2 separate regions of the Rattus norvegicus genome follow, and region 1 is linked to region 2. A link is a contact called in public Hi-C data. All regions are on one chromosome and are shown on one strand. Each heading gives the region's core, a stretch centred on a gene start, on an enhancer-like site or on the middle of the called end of the contact. The rest is flanking DNA. Distances are from core to core; before and after follow the strand shown. Region 1 overlaps Osbpl8 (oxysterol binding protein-like 8). Region 2 overlaps Osbpl8 (oxysterol binding protein-like 8).

What was found. Hi-C and Micro-C count contacts between places; a contact is called where the count stands out from the background.
Region 1: a Hi-C map of frontal cortex shows a contact between it and region 2, with 1.6 times the contacts expected there. The contact joins two enhancer-like sites. A contact is called at or near these places in 2 of 12 Hi-C or Micro-C datasets (frontal cortex and liver).

Annotation. Positions count from the first base shown.
Region 1 is chr7:48,583,999-48,588,386 of GRCr8, reverse strand. Osbpl8 (oxysterol binding protein-like 8) reads right to left here. Exons shown (of 24, transcript NM_001309455.2): 5 at 4,055-4,125. Among named protein-coding and RNA genes, the nearest start is that of Bbs10, 51 kb to the left of the region's middle. Within about 2 kb of position 2,241, at least 14 of the 93 cell types and tissues checked have an H3K27ac peak or open chromatin away from gene starts, as enhancers often do.
Region 2 is chr7:48,505,627-48,510,085 of GRCr8, reverse strand. The region is part of intron 1 of Osbpl8 (oxysterol binding protein-like 8); the gene reads right to left. Among named protein-coding and RNA genes, the nearest start is that of Osbpl8, 25 kb to the right of the region's middle. Within about 2 kb of position 2,540, at least 8 of the 93 cell types and tissues checked have an H3K27ac peak or open chromatin away from gene starts, as enhancers often do.

The DNA of each region.
Region 1 (4,388 bases), core at 992-3,491, 79 kb before region 2:
GAACTCTACTTCCTACAAACAGGAAGAGCACGTTAGATAATACTGTCTAACGAACAACACTCGCCTCGTTTGTTAGGTTGAATGTTGATGAAATTAGTGGCTGCGTACTACTTACAAGCATTGTGTATGTACCACCTCACGGAATGCTTAAAGCAACGGGAGATGGAGTGGAAGAAAGTTGTACCTCAGATTAAACAGCATCCCAATCATACAGTGAATTCTGTGCCCTGTGAACACTGAGCTTCGTGGTTTTGGTAAGCTCACTTCATCGGGTTATTGCTTTTGAAAGCTCTTCATACAACCAGAATCAATGTGAAAACTTTTCTTTATAAATAAGAGAAAATGTTTCCCCAACAACTGCAAGTGACAACATTTGGTTTGGCTACTACAGGACTCCACTGTCATAAGTTGTTCTGGGGGTTAAATGAGGTGACACACATAAAGTGTTTAGCGTAATACTTGTTATGTGCTCTGATTCAGCTTTCCTTTGGGTATCACACATGTGGTGTATAGATATATATGCAGGCAAAAGACCTATACACATACAAATAAAAAATTTTAAAATTTAAATTTGTTCCCCCAAATTACTTAAATAAGAATGAGTAGGTTATACATTAAAATATTTAGGAACAAACTAGTTACTATAGTTCTCTTGAAAAATGGCAGAATGAGTGAATATTACTAATACCAAAAGTATTAGGAGTTATTCACTATGGTTTTTGCTTGTTTGTTCAGGACATGGTCACATGCAGTCCAGACTGCGCTCCAATTCACTACATTTGAGTTGTTTGACATGGGAGCCACCAGCCATGGGCAGTTACTTAGCAGCTGAGGTGTACCTAGTAGAATGAACATCCATTTAATTTTTAAAATCAACACACCAAATACTCCTTTATACAAAAATCACCATAAGGCCCATTTCTGTTTCCATCATTGGTGTCCATCAAGAGTGCAGAGTTCAGAGGTTGGGGATTTAGCTCAGTGGTAGAGTGCTTGCCTAGGAAGCGCAAGGCCCTGGGTTCGGTCCCCAGCTCCGAAAAAAAGAACCAAAAAAAAAAAAAAAAAAAGAGTGCAGAGTTCAGTCTCCCTGCTGTTTCCTTATCTCTCAAGGTACATATGGACGGCACATGGCTTTGAGACTCTATTTATTAAAGCTCCTGCACAAGGATACTGCTAAACCATATTTTCCACAATTCCAGTACTAAGTGCTTAAAATAAGCCTTAAAAATAATCCTACTGTATTTCAAGCTATGAGCAGGATATGCTTTTCTTTGACTTTAAGTTATAGGTTCTATATAATGAACAGCAGAGCTCAGCACACAGTGCTCCAGAATGCAGCGTCTCAGCATACTGCTTATTTTAAGACAAAGGAAGCCAAGAGAAAAGTGCAGAAGGAAGAAGCCATTCTGACTGCACCTTATCTGTCTCCCTTTGACAGGCCACAAACGAATATGTAATTTTAGGTGGAGAGAATCCAATGACACACAGATACTGAGAAGAATCTCCACAAACAGGCTTGCCTTCTGCCCTTCCTTATCCTCTCTGTGCTGCTTAGCTTTTGTCAACTCATCACAAACTAGAATCATCTGAGAAACACGAACTGAAGGATTACCTCCATCTTGATTGATGACTGATGTGGGAGGGCCCAGCCTGCTGTGGGCAGTGCTACCCCTGGGCTGGCGGTCCTGGGTGGTATACTAAGTAAGCAGGCTTAGCAAGCTGGTAAACAGCGTTTTCTTCTTCAGTTCTTGCCTCAGGTTCCTAATTAAGTTCCTGTCCTGACTTCCCTCAGTGACGGACTGTAGCATGAAGTGCGAGCTCTCCTCCCAGAGCTGCTTTGGTCAGTAATTTATCACAGCAATAGAAAGCCAACTAGAGCACCCTCTGAATGCTTTAAGGAGCTAAGCCCTGGATGAGGAGCTCGCCACCAGACAAGAGCTCTAGCCCCTTTGGTAGCCTTTTTGCTCAATCAGGCCTGTGCTCTTCATCAAACCGAAACATAAACTATATAGGTTTCCCTATTCGTTTCTAAAGGCTCCAACATTATGTGACATTACATTAAATAAATGTGTATATTTTTGTCTTGTTGATATGTCTTTTATTATAGGGATTCAGCTATAAACCTTGCAAAGAATAAAAAAAGAAATACATTTTCCCACCTACATGACTAAACATTTCCCCATGTATGCTATATAAATACACTGTACTGGGGCTGGAAGATGACTCACTTGGGAAGCATGAGGTCCTGAGTTAGATCCCCAGAACCCACACAAAAAGCGGGTGTGTGTGGTCATGTGTGCTTGTAATTCTAACGCTGAAGAGTGGGGAAGCAGAGTCTCTATGCTCACTGTGGCTAGTCTCACCTACCTGGTGAATTCCAGGCCAATAGGAAACCCTGTATATTAGAGAAAAGATGGGTAGTGCCTCTCAAGGTTGTCCTCTACCCCCACATGCCTACATGCACACATGTACCTGCACACATATGCCCAGTAAATAAATGTGCTGTGAAACTTCATCCTAAACATACACCCTGAAGTGATGACTATTCTTAATATTCTTATTCTGTGTTTAGTCTGTACACAACGGCAATCAAAACATGCAGTGTAATCCTTTCAACTATTCCTAAGAACAGGAGAAAACACATAAGGTAGGATGAACAAAGCCTACTGCTAGGACAGCAGACACTTCACTGGCTTAAGAAATAGGTTTCTGAGCCTGGAGAGATGGCTCAGTGGTTAACAGCACTGACTGATCTTCCACATGGTGGCTCATAACCATCTGTAATGAGATCCAATGCTCTCTTTTGGTATGTCTGAAGACAGCTACAGTGTACACACATCAATCAATCAATCAATCAATCAATCAATCAATCAATCAATCTTTAAAAAAAGGAAATAGGTTTTCTTTCAACCTATTTGATACCAAAAACTTTTAAGAAGCTCTCATCATTGCTACTTAATCTTATCAGAAAAAAGTTGGAAGTCAAATCCCTTGACAAATTTTGAAAAACTCATTCAACTTTTATCAATCTATAGATTGCCACTATATAACCCTAGTGGTATCACTCTAGTGGTACTTTTAAAAATATTAACTTAGAATAACCATGTCCTATTTTAATTATAGGACACTACTGTAAAGTTTTTGTTCATCATCTGTTAATGTATATGAAGTGGAAGTTTTTGGTGGTGTCATGTGATGCAGACTCCTGTGGTATTTTGCTGAGGCAAAACCCAGGGGAGGACACATGACGTTTGGAGAGAGTATGCATAGGACTTAATGGACATTGACGGGGCGCTTGCATAGCTAGCTGTGCAACACGTCATTGGTCTCCTACCTTCACTGATCTTGCTTCATTGAAAGAGGCATGGCAGTGAACTGGCAACCCAGCTGGCTCTGGTTATTCCCACTGACTTGCGCAGTTCGGCAGAGGCTGGCTGTTATTTGCTGGATCATGTCACCACTGCTGATTCATGTTCGATATTCTGACACTACTGAACTGGACTGCAGGTATCCTGACAAATGGAGGTTGGAATTGCCCCCCAAAACTCCTTCTACACAGGCCCACATCCCTTTGTCCTTATTTACCATCTTTTCCCCTTACCTTTGGATGGTGGGCTAGGAGTAGGGGGGATCAAAGTGTTTGAGAACCCCTGTTGAAAGTAGGTTTAAAAAAAATCTAAGCCTACATGTATATATTTTGACTGTCATAAATAAATTTAAAATAATTAAAAATGTCTTGTTAAAAACATGAAGCCTGAAACATCTCTGAGTGAAGCTTTGAGATTTCAGTTTGAGAAGGTCTACTGCAGCCCACATACCAAAACTAGTTCCTCTGAAGAGAGCAGGGGTTACCAATCAGCACATTGCTCTGATTGTACTGCACTGCACCCCAGTCAGTCCAAGCATAGACCTTTATACTTTTCATATATGCTGTGTGGTTTAAAAATATCAAGATAAACATTCCTATGAACACTTACAGGGTTTTAGTTTAGTGCCTGCATTTTAAATGTCAGAAAAATGTCCTATCACACACTGAGAACAACAGTATGCCTACCTTGCTCTTTGACATTGAAAGTGAAGAGTCATCTTTATTTTGAGAAATGTCTTCTTTTCCTCTTTCAAAACCTTTGGGGGAAATGGCAATATTCAGTGATTACAACCTTTGAATATACAGTCGTTAATGTTAAAGAGCAAATATGAGCCACTCAATTCAGACATGCTTGCTGCTATTCATGCTCATAGAGTTCAAACTACTATGGCTTACAGTCATCTCACTGTTCAAATTAGGAGGAGCCTTAGAACTCTCAGCCCTAGCATAACTGTCTCTGAGAGGCTGCATCCAACAGCTGATGGAAACAGATGCAGACACCCACAGTCACACACCCACA
Region 2 (4,459 bases), core at 1,291-3,790:
ATCATAGGCCAAACACTTGTACATATATTTAAAAACACACAGCAAGCTACACCTCTGTAAGCTAGAGTTAGTTGCTCAAACCAATGACAGCACAGCTAAAGAACACTAATCACTGAATGACCCCTACGGACAGACTCAAAGTACCCTCTGAGTCTTCCTTGATACAAGCAGCACTGATACTTCAGAACCAGCCAGCATAAGTCTCTGCTGGAGAACTGGTTAAAAAAAATTCTCAGGAAACCAAAAATATAAACTAGGAGGGGGGAGTACCTGAACTTCATGTGCCAGACATCATTAAATTAAACTCTTGTTCAACAATGTTAGGAATGGAGACTGCCAAGCATGCATAAAGCTCCCTCACCAGGCATGGCCTTCCATACCTGGAATTCCAACACTTAGGAGGTAAAGGAAGTAAACCCAAAGTCCAAAGTCATCCTCAGTTCCTGGGAATTTGACATCAGACTACTCTACAGGAAACATGTCTCAGAAAAAAGTATATTAGTCAATGGGTGAGGCACTGGAAAGATACAGTTAGGAGCATTGGCTGCTCTTTCAGAGGACCTAGGTCCTGTTCCTTGCAACCACATGGTGGCTTGCAATTATCTGTAGTTCATTCCAATTCCAAAGAATTCAACACCCTCTCCTAGCCTCCCTGCTCAGAAGTACTAGATGCATACATGCAGACAAAACAACATATACATAAAATAAAAATAAAATCTTAAGAAATAATTTTTAAGTCAGTAGAATTGAGTTTTAAAAAAAGATGAGAAGCACTAATTTGAAAGTAGATTAAAGATTCTATAGCCAGAATTATAGATTACATCTATAATTCTATCATTTAAAAGGTTAAGGCAGGACTGCTGTGAGTGCAAAGTCATCAAAGGCTGCAATATAAGACATTGTCTTAAAAAAGAAAGGAAGGGGTTGGGGATTTAGCTCAGTGGTAGAGCGCTTGCCTATCCAGCGCAAGGCCCTGGGTTCGGTTCTCAGCTCCGGGGAGGTGGGGGGGGGGTGGCGGGGGGAAGAAAGGAAGGAAGGAAAGAAAAAGCTATATAGGCTAGTTCAAGCACGGTGCTCAGTTCTACCAGTCATCAAAGAGATGTGCAGAAAAGCCACAATGACACGCTACTGAAGAATGACAAAGATAGCTAAAGGACTTTAAAATGATAATATGTGTATTGATGACGATGAGCAAGAACCAAATAAAGCACTCTTCCATTGCAGGCCCAAGAGAGATGGAGATGTAGCTAGCCACAGACCTACAACATAGATTTCATTTCTATAACAGCTTCATTTATAATAGGTACAAAGAAACATGAAACAAGCTAAATGCTTGTTAACAAGTGAGCAAATAAATGAATTGTAGCATAGTCACACACAGTGAGACAGTATCCAGAAGCAAAGAAGCCAGACTAGAGCATCTACTCTAACTGTATGAATTGAGAACAGGCAAAAGTGTTAAGACAGAGCCCAGGTCAGCTGTCATCTGGGGGGAAAGTGAGCAAGAATAGGGATGAAGGGAAGAGGCATGTGTGAGTTTTAAAGGGCTACTGGAACAACTGTCTACATTGTGCTGATAGCTTCATGGGTGTCTACAACTACAAACTGCAAACTGTTATTCTAAATGGGTACTTTCTAATTTAAATTGCATGCACCCTGGAGGTTTTAAGTTGTGTTTTAACAATTACAGAGAGAGAAAGAGAAAGGCAAGACTACACTATCCCAAGCAATGCTGCTGGAGACCCTGTACATACTTCTAAGTCTAGCACTTAGAAGGCTGAGACAGAAGGATCATCATGACTTTGAGGCCAGCCTACAGCCTGTGTTACACAATGAACTAAGGCCAGCCTGGGCAACATAGATCCTATCTCAATTCACACACACTCACTGTTAAAATGATAGGGGAATGTTCAAATTTTAGCATAGCTAAACCTAAGAGTATGCCTTAAGAAATGCATGTGGTAAGTAAGAAAATGCATGTGCTCTGTTGTCCTATCTGTGAAATGGAAGTCAGAGTAGCTGTGACAGTTAGATGGGGCAGTTAATCTTAGCACTGCATGGGTGCTGGCAACTCACAGCAGCACAGCTCACAGCAGCACAGCTCACAGCAGCACAACTCACAGCAGCACAGCTCACAGCAGCACAACTCACAGCAGCACAACTCACAGCAGCACAGCTCACAGCAGCACAGCTCACAGCACTAAATCTCGGGTCTGTATGAAGGTAAAGCAAAGACAGTGAGAGTTACATGGAGGAAATGATGAAGGCTTTCTAGAGGAAATAATTTTAGATGCAAGTTTTGAAAAGAGAAGAAAAGAAGGGAGTGTCCAGCAGGTGGAGGGTCAGGCAGGTAGAGGGACTGGCGCTGTGCAGAAGCACGGAGGCGGAAAGGAGCAGTCGTGAGGAGATGCAGAATTAGTGAGCCTATGACATTAAGTCCATATATGGGAGAAAAAAATCAGAGTGTCTTTCCATCGGATGCAAATATCCATTTAAATTGCACAGTAACATCCAGAATTGTAGCTTCTTCATCTAGGAGACGCAATGTTATGTATGAGGCACAGAGCCAACTGAGAGAGAGCTCTTCCTGTTGAAAAACAATGTGAATATCCAAATTTACCAGTTTCACTCTCTTGGAACTTAGCCACAGCCCTTCTCTAAAGCAAAAATAATGATTTAACTATAATAATAGACCTGCAGCATATGGACCTGCTGTGCATCTGTCACCGTGTGCTACAGGAACTTTGAAAGCCTTTACAGTTTTTCAGAATCTCAATTCAATTCATTTGGAAAGCTTTCCCCAGAAAACTATTCAGGCATTGTGTCACATGCCTGTAATCCCAGCACTGAGGCAAAGGATCAGGAAATTAAGGCCACAGGTTCCTTTTCTTACAGAGAAAACTCAAGGACAATCTAGGCTACGGGAGACCCTGCTTATAAATAGGTAGAAATTAAAAACTAAATAAAGCAATGACCTCATGACATTATAATATATTTCAAGAAACCGAATATGAACAATCATAATTCTCTCTCTCTCTCTCTCTCTCTCTCTCTCTCTCTCTCTCTCTGTGTGTGTGTGTGTGTGTGTGTGTGTGTGTGTGTGTGTGTGTGAAAATTTCTGAGGCAGTATTGATATGCCTCCTATACTGCCTCTAAGCCCCTCATGGGGCTCAAGCTGGCCTGGATTTCTCAAGACCCACCTGCCTTGGCAACCCAAGAGCTGGGATTACAGGTATTGAATAAAATAAAGTAAAAAAATAAAATTCTTTCATTATGAAGAATTTTTTATATTATTTCACTTTAATAATCACTTCTCATGGTCATGTTCAAATGTAAAACTGATGAAAGACTACAGAATTGCTCTTCTTATAATACTCACACTAACAGATTTCTACTGGGATTCTGTACGTACAATAGCAATTTTTTCTACATTTTATTTAGAAAGTATCCTTATTTCTTAGAAAGGACAGCTAAAACACCTAGTTAAAATCTTCAGCCATTTCATTCCCAGCCTAAGAATGATGTGTAATGAGAAAATGACACACACAGTGAGTGAGAAATCAGTAATGTTGACCTTCAAACAAAGCACGGGAGCTATTGCAGGAAGCAAAGCTACAAGATCAAGTCTCTGCCTGGGTGGTTTTATGTCAACTTGACACAAGCTAAAGTCACCTAAGGGGAGGAACCTCAATTGAGAAGATGCCTTCAGAAGATGAGGATGTTCACACACTGTAGAGCATTTTCTTAATTAGTGATGGACAGGACAGGGCCCAGACCATTATGGGTGGTGCCATCCCTGGACTGGTTGGTCCTATTAGAAAGTAGGCTGAGCAAGCCATGAGGAGCAAGCCAGTAAGCAGCGCTCCTCTATGGTCTCTGCATCAGTTCCCCCCCTCAAGGTTCCAGCCCTCACTGCTTTTGATGATAAAGTGTTAACACGGAACTGTGAGAAGAAATAAAGCCTTTATTCCCAGTTTGCTTTTGGTCCTAGTGTTTCACCACAGCAATAGTAACCCTTTTTGGTGAAAAGGTATAGAAAACAAAGGTTTTATCAGATCCATCTCTAACAGCCACATCTTAAGGGCCTTGTCGAATGTAGAGCAGAGGGAGAAGCCTTAAAGAATGTTGCTTTCGGGGTTGGGGATTTAGCTCAGTGGTAGAGCGCTTGCCTAGGAAGCACAAGGCCCTGGGTTCGGTCCCCAACTCCGGAAAAAAAAGAACCAAAAAAAAAAAAAAAAAAAAAAAGAATGTTGATTTCTCACTCTCCGACTACATATTTACATACATACATACACACACACACCCCTGAACTACATATTTATACACCTACATTGTGTGTGATATTGTACAGAATCATACGCTACTTCTTATTTATGCTTTTCATGATAGAATTCTAAGGTATAAAATATTTTTAAAGAATTTATCACTCTCAAGAAACATAAATTACCTCTTTAAATTT